Regions from separate parts of the Mus musculus genome. Here all the other regions are linked to region 1. Evidence: chromatin contacts called from public HiChIP or PLAC-seq data. All regions are on one chromosome and are shown on one strand. The core of a region is the stretch at or near the end of the contact, and the rest is flanking DNA. Distances in the headings are between cores, read along the strand shown. Region 1 overlaps Gm30365 (a long non-coding RNA gene). Region 2 has its middle 38 kb from the start of Serp2. Region 3 overlaps 1700105F02Rik (a long non-coding RNA gene).

The links. HiChIP or PLAC-seq counts read pairs in DNA pulled down with a chosen protein or histone mark.
Region 2: a FOXA1 HiChIP or PLAC-seq map of pancreatic cancer cells shows a contact between it and region 1. The contact joins two enhancer-like sites. A contact is called at or near these places in 3 of 484 Hi-C or Micro-C datasets (bone marrow-derived macrophages and liver), 2 of 115 datasets of contacts at active chromatin or transcription factors (craniofacial prominence and pancreatic cancer cells) and 1 of 9 other capture datasets (embryonic stem cells).
Region 3: a FOXA1 HiChIP or PLAC-seq map of pancreatic cancer cells shows a contact between it and region 1. The contact joins two enhancer-like sites. A contact is called at or near these places in 1 of 484 Hi-C or Micro-C datasets (Th1 cells) and 3 of 115 datasets of contacts at active chromatin or transcription factors (embryonic stem cells, heart atrium and pancreatic cancer cells).

The regions. Positions count from the first base shown.
Region 1 is chr14:76,833,520-76,836,425 of GRCm38.p6, reverse strand. It overlaps Gm30365 (a long non-coding RNA gene), which reads left to right. Exons shown (of 3, transcript XR_383623.4): 2 at 1,602-1,796; 3 at 2,249-2,906. Among named protein-coding and RNA genes, the nearest start is that of Gm30365, 2.8 kb to the left of the region's middle. Within about 2 kb of position 1,530, at least 27 of the 459 cell types and tissues checked have an H3K27ac peak or open chromatin away from gene starts, as enhancers often do. A contact at or near this core is called in pancreatic cancer cells, where this site is marked.
Region 2 is chr14:76,593,202-76,596,107 of GRCm38.p6, reverse strand. No RefSeq gene overlaps it. Among named protein-coding and RNA genes, the nearest start is that of Serp2, 38 kb to the right of the region's middle. Within about 2 kb of position 1,402, at least 31 of the 459 cell types and tissues checked have an H3K27ac peak or open chromatin away from gene starts, as enhancers often do. A contact at or near this core is called in pancreatic cancer cells, where this site is marked.
Region 3 is chr14:76,661,615-76,664,520 of GRCm38.p6, reverse strand. All of the region lies in intron 2 of 1700105F02Rik (a long non-coding RNA gene), which reads left to right. Among named protein-coding and RNA genes, the nearest start is that of 1700108F19Rik, 14 kb to the left of the region's middle. Within about 2 kb of position 1,445, at least 100 of the 459 cell types and tissues checked have an H3K27ac peak or open chromatin away from gene starts, as enhancers often do. A contact at or near this core is called in pancreatic cancer cells, where this site is marked.

The DNA of each region.
Region 1 (2,906 bases), core at 281-2,780:
AACTTAGAGTGTTTCCAATTAAAACATGTGAATTAAGCCAGGTGGCACATCCTTTTAATCCCTGTACTCAGGAGCAGAGACAGGCACATCTCTGTGAGTTAGAGGCCAGCCTGGCTTACAAAGTGAGTCCAGGATAGCCAGGCCTTATTATTACCCAGAGGAACCCTGCCTCAAAAAAAAAAGGGGGGGGCAAGGATTGGCCCAATCACAAATCAGGGGACATGCACATGTGCAACTGGGCTTGGTCTAGATGTTCCTAGACCATAGGCTAATAGGTGGTTCTTACTAAGAGCTGTGATTCGACATCTCCGAGGCATATTCTCTTCCTATGAAAAGCTTCTAGAAGAAAATCCTTCTTTGATGATCTCAAAGCAGCATCCTCATCTTAACCCTTAAGGATGCTGTCCTCATGTGATCAGAAGCCCCTGCTATTACTTGAGCTTTTTAATGATTTATTTTGTTGTTGTTGTTTTAATTATATGTATTTGTGAATTGAGGAGGTATATGTGCACTTGAATGCACATTTCCATGGAGGACAAAAGAGGCTTTTAAGACTCCAGGAGCTGGAGTTACATTTGGTCATCATCTGCCAGATCTTAGTCCTTAGAATCAAACTCAGGTCTGCTTCAAAAACACTACACACTCTTTACTACTTAGCCTCTACAGCTCCAACATGATTTTGGTTTTGTTTGTTTCGTTTTGTTTTCAGGAGCCCATCAAGTAACCCTGACTGGCCTTGAACTCACAGAGATCTTACTGCCTCTGCTTTCCAAGTGCTGTGGTAAAGGGGTTGTCCCATCAAGACCAGCCTTTACTTGAACACCTATTACCAGGCCTTATTACCCAGAGGGTTTTCTTCTCAATTACTGATTGATTCTGAATTTTAGTTTTTTTAAACATGAAAGGGCTAAGTCCAATGTTTTCTGATCCTTGCTTCTGAGAGTTGGATAGAGAGAGTGTGTTGATGTCAAGGACATACGAGGGACACTAGATGTGTTCAGGAAACTTGGTTCTTACAATGCCGAAGTTGGTCATCTAATTAATAAAAGTGACAGCATCTGGAATGTGTCATTGCCTGTTCTATATTTTGTTAAAATTATTCATCTGTGCTATCTTGCTAGCCATGAAAATGACAGTGAAATATGGCTGTCCATTAACCGAAAGCAAAATGTAAGGCAGTAATGATGCTTGAAGCTTCCTGCAGGGCTGGAGATTTTAGATGTCATTAATAATAAATTATCAGCAATGCTTTGGGCAGCTCATAGGTTTCTAAAATTTTCCATTATAAAATGATAATCCACTAAGTCATGTGTCACAGCCTTTAGCAATCTGCTTACATCCATTTTGTATGAAGAACACTGTTCCTAACATTGAACTCATTTTACAGATGGGAAAGTAAAGGTTATTGCACTGGGTGATTATGTCGAATGTATCTGGGCATTGAAATCGAGGTCCCTGATTCAGTGCAGCTTCACATCAAAGCCTCTGACGTATGTGTCAGTATGAGAACATGTAGAAGTGATTGGCTCATGAGTTGGGGTCAGAATGGAGGTAAGGTTCTATTAGTCATGAACTCTAGCTCACTTTATTTCTTCAATCAGAGTCTAGAAAAAGCAACAACATAATGAGTTGTTAAAAGGAAGTCTTGGGCCACATGTCTCAATCGGCTATTTGGGGCCATGTGGAAGAAGAAGAAGAAGGAATTTTCTCAGAGCAAATAAAACAAATCAAAGCCTGTAACAATGATCAAGTCTAAAACTCCAAAACTCCTGTGAACTCAAGGGCTTCACGCTCAGGTATGAGCATGGACCAGGGGAGAAAGGGAGGGAGAAAGGGAGGGAGGGGGACAGAGACAGAGAGACTTTCCTTCACAGGTCTCCATTGTTAAAATACAGACTCCCTCACCCCCATTGTCTTCTCCTCCAATGAAAACCCATAGAAATGAATCTGAAATACAAGCTGTGTGATTGATGTTCACACGTCCCTCCCTCCCTCCCTCCCTCCGGGTTTTGTTTCCTTAGAGATAATGGGAGGGGGTTAGCATAGACCAGGCTTGGCCTTCCAGAGGACTGTGACTAACTGTGAGCTGGTTTAAGAGCCTCCCCACTTCAAACTGTGGCGGGTGTTTACACTGAGTGGTCCTGGTATTGAGCAAAGTCATGAGTCACTGAGGCACTCAGTTCAGACTAATGTATACCTTTGATGTCTTACAAGTCTAATGCAACATCCTTCAAACTATTCCAAACAGGACAGAGGCCCGCACAGATAGCAAGTTCCTAACATGATCGCATCCACGGGAGGAAGGAGCTTGGGAAAACATCATAAGTTGTCTCCTATACCCTTTGAGAAGACTTGCTCCATACAGGTTCAACACCAGCAGAAAGCACAGGAAAGCCTGGAGCCCACAAGTTCAAAGGACCACCCCCAACCCTACATATATACGCTCAAGGATCCAGAAACCAACTGAACTGAGAATGCGTGCTCCTCCTCAGCTGTGCTTTCTCCTGCTCAGCCTCACTCCCGCTGCCCTCCCTCTCCCCGCTCTCACTCTGGCCCACCACTTTTCACTCCTGCTGCCCCTCACTCTCACTTGCCATTTTAAACCTTGTGCCTTTTTTTATTTCACTACACTTTTAGTAGTATTTTCACCTTATTCTATTTTTTAAGTCTTCCATGTTTTTTCTTTCCTTGTACTTTCATCTAATTTTGGAGATGAAGTTTTCAGTTACTGGGTAATCTTTATTTATCTTTGTCCGTTTTCTTGTCCCTTTTGTTTCCTCTTTTTTTCTTTCTTTTCTTTTCTTTTTTGGTCTATTATACTCTGAGAAATGTTGGTACTTTAAAAGAGATTTATTTAATTTACGAATATGTGTAATTCTCTCTCTCTCTCTCTCTCTCTCTCTCTC
Region 2 (2,906 bases), core at 153-2,652, 240 kb after region 1:
TTTGGGTTGTGCCCTCACTGGGTAGAGCTGTGTTTTATCCACCTCCTCTGCTTCCTATACTGGAATCTGAGCTTGAGAAGACAAAAACAGAGAAGAAGGGCAAGCAAGTTTCTCAGCTAATGTTCATAGCTATTTAGATCAAACACACAGTTACAGATTTTCTAATGGGAGTGGGGAAGGAGGAAAAAAGGGGGAGGAGAGGAGAGAGAGAGAGAGAGAGAGAGAGAGAGAGAGAGAGAGAGAGAATGGTCATTTCCCTAAAGAAAAAAATTGGAAGTGTTTAGAGGAAGGTGGGGTCCCAGGAACACTCACTGAATTCAAGTCTAAACACAGCCCCACCCACCACCACCTCAAATCCATGCTCACCCAGGTAGAGCATGTTTGCAGATCAAGCTGTGAAGGGTTGCCCCCATTATTTGCCACACAGCTGAAAATGTGGCGGTTGAACCGCAACTCCTAAGCTGGCAAAGCATTTAGACCTGTGCAGCTCCTGACAACAACCTTGGCTTCAAATACTGTGCAGAGTTGCCCCTCGAGCAAATATTTGCCCTGGTTATAGCTTTGCATTTACAATATGCCAGCTGTGTTTGGAAAACAGTCCCAGTTTTAGTCAGTGGCCTTGTAAAGGAGCCTTGTATGGACTCACAGAGCGCCCTTTGGGAGGCTCCGGGGTAGGCATTACCCACTTAACTGTGAGGACGCTGCTTTCTTTTCAAAGCTCCAAGCCCATGACTTCCTTAAAAACATAGTCCATTTATGAGAATGCCAGTAGTTACTTGGGTCTCTGGAAAGATCTTGGAGCGTTTAGTGTTGCTTTTCCACTTGGCTTTAATTTTTTTTTTAATTCCCACAAGTAGCCTGCTGTGTCCTGGCAAGGGAATAAGAAAGGGAGTAAGAGTGGCTATGAGCCAAGTAACAGCGTGCAAACTATTCCTGGCTCTGTAAAACCAAGGTTCAGAGGTTCAAATCCCAGCAGGATGGACAGACACTTTGGCTCCCACAGTTGGGAGGGAACTGGAGAGATTTGCCGGTGTCTACCTAAAGATGGCCCTCTGTGCTGTTCAGGAGTCAGTGACACTTTAATGAGAGATACACCCCTGTCTTTGGGAGCTGAGTTGGTTTATAGTAAAAGTGCACACACAGGTGAAATTTGTTCACTCCATTGCCCACTAGAGAATTTTGACCCTCCCTCTTCCTGTTTTCAACTTCATAATAATCGGTTTAACTTTCATTTGAAGTACAGTTTAGAGTTGTACCCATTTAAGGCGCTGTCTTAGGGCTTGTTGGCCTGGAGAAGTAACAAGAGAAGGCCAGAGTGACTAACAGCTCTTCTGTAAGCGGCTGTCCACATTCTTTGTTTGATATTATCCTTGACACCTCGACTTTGCTAGCTAACCTCCTTATCAGCGACCTGAGTCATCATATGATTGCCTTGCAAGAAAATAGGACTCTGAGCACCTGCTATCTCTTCCTGTCCAATGCTCTAAGAAATCATTTTATAAAAGGTCATCCAGGATAAATAGGCCTTCATCTGCAAGCGCAACAGCTGGTAAGAAGCCAACTACGCTAAGAAAAAAAAAGGATAATTTGCCTTAGAATTGGGAGAAACCTTGCTGTGCATCAGAACCTCTCCCATTTAAGCAGCTGGGAGGGCTGTATCTCTCCTAACAACACATCCATGTTAGCCCTGTAACCACATGCTAAGGGAGAAACAGAGCCCTTCTGGGTCCACCAAAACCCTATTGATGCCTGACCTCTTACAAGGTTTGTTGTTGTTGTTGTTGTTGTTGTTGTTTGGGTTTGTTTGTTTGTTTGTTGGGTTTTTTTGGGTTTTTGTTGTTGTTGTTGTTGTTTGTTTGTTTGTTCGAGAGTGTCCTGGAACTCACTCTGTAGACCAGGCTGGCCTCGAACTCAGAAATCTGCCTGCCTGTGCCTCTCAAGTGCTAGGATTAAAGGCGTGCGCCACCACCGCCCAGCCACAAGGTTTTCTTAATGTTCAATCACAACCATGTACCCGGTGTCAAACAAGCTCCTGGACGGCCTCCGTTAGCGCATTCACCTGGGTGCTAAACACGAAGATGGACTTTGGGCTGTTGCTCCCAGGAAACAGATTCCACGTGTAGATGAAGGTGAAGAGTAACGCAAGCCATGCAAAAGAAAGGGCAGGCTCTAAGTCCCACTTCTCTGAGGTTGGCAACTTCAGATCCTCAACAAAACTAGCATGCCAACTGTGTGGCCATGAGATACCGAAACTGATTGTTTTTAAAAAGCTATTGCGACATTTCCTTTTCTGGAAAGTTTGGAATCCTGTCTCTGAAGTAAAGAGCAGCTCTGGCTAAATACATGCAGCTTGAAGTTGTATGACCATCGAAGTAAACTAGACGTTTTCTTGGGAGTTGTTCAGAACACTACCCGGTTCCAAAACTCCAGGTCAGATAGGACTGACTTAGTCAAAATGCAACCTCTCTAGGCATGGATTAAAATTAAAATGTGTAGAAAGACAACAGGACTCTTGGTGGGATTTCTGTGCCTAAATTAACCTCCCTGACCTCTAGCATAAAAACAAAACAACAACAACAACAAACATGCTAATGGGGCTGGAGAGGTGGCTTAGGCAGAAAGCGCTTTCCTTGCAAGCATGAACACCTGAGTCCAATAACCCATACCCATGTGAGCAGCTGGGTATGCTGGCATGCACATTTAACCCCTAGTACTGGGGGGGGGGGAGATTTGTGGGGCTCAGTGGTAGACACCCTACCTTAATATGCAATCCTGGGATTCCAGGGAGTCTCTGCCTCAAAAAAACAAGGTTAGGCAGCTACTGAAGAACAATGCTGCAGTTGATCCCTGCCCTCTACAAACCTCCTCACCTACAGGCACAGCACTCATTCATGTACACACGCACA
Region 3 (2,906 bases), core at 196-2,695, 170 kb after region 1:
TAGCTATTCTGTGTCCCACAAGAGAGCACCATCCAGGTCAAGGTCAATGAAGAAGGGCCCATGTAAGAATAGGCCCTCCAGGTTTCAAGAAGGCACCACTGAGAGTTCCCAGTCCCTAAGGCAAGTAAGAGTGGGAGAATCAGGTCCCTGGGGACCCTGTCACAGGGAATATAAGGTATTAATATATGAAGAGAGGGATGGATACTTAAATGAATGAGTAGGTGATGAAACAAATGAATACAAGGAAAGAAGGAAGGAAGGAAGGAAAGGAGGGAGGGAGGGAGGGAGGGAGGGAGGGAGGGAGGGAGGAAGGAAGGAAGGAAGGAAGGAAGGAAGGAAGGAAGGAAGGAAGGAAGGAAGGAAGGCAGGCTTAAAAGAAAATGGCCCCCATTGGCCTATAGGAAGTGACACACTATTAGGAGGTGTGGCCTTGGGGTAGGTGTGGCTTTGTTGGAGGAGGTTCTTTCTATAGGAAGGGTTTTCGGGTCTCAGAAGCTCAAACCAAGTTCACTTCCTGCTGCCTGCCAACTTGGATGTAGGACTCTCAGCTCCTTCTCTAGCACCATCTGTCTGCATGCCACCATGCTTCCTGCCATGACGACAATGGACTGCACCCCTGAAACTGTAAGCCAGTCCCAATGAAACATTTTCCCTTATCAGAGATGCCATGGTCATGGTGTCTCTTCAAAGCAATGGAACTCTAAGACAGAGGGTTGATCAGAAACCCCAAATCCAAAGAAAAATATTGATTAGAAATACAATGTAGTGTTGGTATACTAAGGGAAAGGGTGGTCAGCAGCCAACCTGATGATTTGAATGGAGCAATTTGCTTGCTGAAGGCAGCCATTCTGATTGAAGAAAACAGTCAAGCTGCAGGTCCCTTGGGAAGAAATGGGTTAGTCTCAGGACTTGTGTTCCCTCAGCCATCAGCTGCTCTTCCCTCCCTCCCTCCCTCCCTCCCTCCCTCCCTCCCTCCCTCCCTTCCTCTCTTCCTTCATTTCTTCTATCTACCCATCTATCTACTTACTCACCTACTCATTCATTTGGGTATCATATTAAAACTCAGAAAGCATCGGTGTCTCTGTGCCAGCCCTCTGCTACCTGCATTGAGAACACACTCAAAATATGATCTTCAATCCCACAGCAGTGCTCCAGAAAACCCCAATACGTACACTAAAGCCCATGTGCGTATGCATGTACGTCTATATTTTAATGCCATTAGGTCGCATCCACTAAACCCTCACCTGTGGCGATCTTTGTGAGGCATTTACCTATAAACAAACACTAAGCTCAGTCTAATACCCACACAGGAATTGCCCAACAATGTAATAATGCTCTCCAAATCCCTAGTCAAATTTCATGTAAATGAAGCAAACCAGGTGAGGCCAGATCCTCTGTCACATCCGCCCTGCCAGAACGCTCTGGTTGGATGTCCTGCTCTGGTCGGATGGAAAGTACATTATTGACATTCCACCCCGCCACACCCCATCGCTGTTTTCCCCTTACCTCCACCAGGTCAGATTATTTGCTTTAGTTACAGGGTAATGCGGGAGGAATGTGATATACTGGCTAGTTACTAAAAGCCTGTTGTTGAAATAAAATTCAGATTAATCAAAATATGCTAAGAGGAGATTTGTTTGGTATTGCTGAAATGAGCCGAGGATTTTCCAGAAATCCCCTTTCACGTTAGCACTCGTGCAGACTCACCTTTAAAAATAAAAACAAATGGGCTGAGAGTGTGGCCCGGTTTCAGGAGTGCTTGCTTAGCATAGGCAATGCCCCAGGTTTGATTCTACCACTGCCTTAAGCTGGGAGCAGTAATGCATACCTGTAATCCTAGCACTTGGGAAGTGGGGACCAGAGGACCAGAAGGTCAAGAGAACCCTTAGCTTTATAGTAAGTTTGAGACCTGCTTGGGACACATGAGACTATCTCTACAAAAAAAATGCATATAATAAAAATAAAAGCACTTTGCCTATTAATAAGCACAAAGGACTCTTCATCTGCCACCTGGCACCACTCCTAGCCCATAGGTTGTGAGGCAAAAGGGAATGGCTACATGCAAGAACACTAGCTCACTCTTCCATTCCTCTCACGAGCTATGTGATCTTGGGGGGATTATCAGTGGGAAGACACAAGAGATACATTTCCCGTGCCTGGCTCAGGGGGATCACAGTCCCCCTTCACACCCGACCACCCTCACTTCTAAAAATTGGCTTTAATTTTCCTCTTGTGTCCCACGCAGTGCCAACTCTTCAAGTCCCTAGAGTCATAGGGTGGATACTAGAAAGTGTAATGTCCTCAGAGCCCACCCCTTCCCCTGTTGGAAATTGTATTTCTAAATAAATTCTGTTAACAATGAAAGGGTAAACTTTTGAAGTCCAAGAAATGTCACATTTATATATTTTCATCAATCAACTCCAAGCAATGGTTTTAACCTCCAATTTTCAGTGTCTACAGGGGCCCCCTGACTACAGGGCCATGCTGAGAACTCAGGGGGTCTCAAGGCCCAAGCAGCTGATATCTCCCATGCAGAGCTTTGAGTGGAGGAATTTGACAATCACTGAAGCCAAGAGCCCTGATTCCCTGGGATTCTGGCTCCCTGGGAGTTCTACACAAATATGTCTAAGTTTTGTTAATCAGCATCCAACCGAACCTCTGATGCACCACCACCCTACAAGGGTAGGATTTCCTCGGGGCTGGTTTCTGTTGATGTTGTCACTGTGGCCAAAAAAAAAAATCAGGCCCCTTGAGGTCATTGTATAGCAAGGAGGAGGCACACAAAGGGTTACTGTAATAAGTGGACCCCCAATTTCTACCAGCATTACAGGCTTAAGATTACCCCTGCCTCTGCCAGGCGGTGGTGGCGCACACCTTTAATCCCAGCCCTTGGGAGGCAGAGGCAG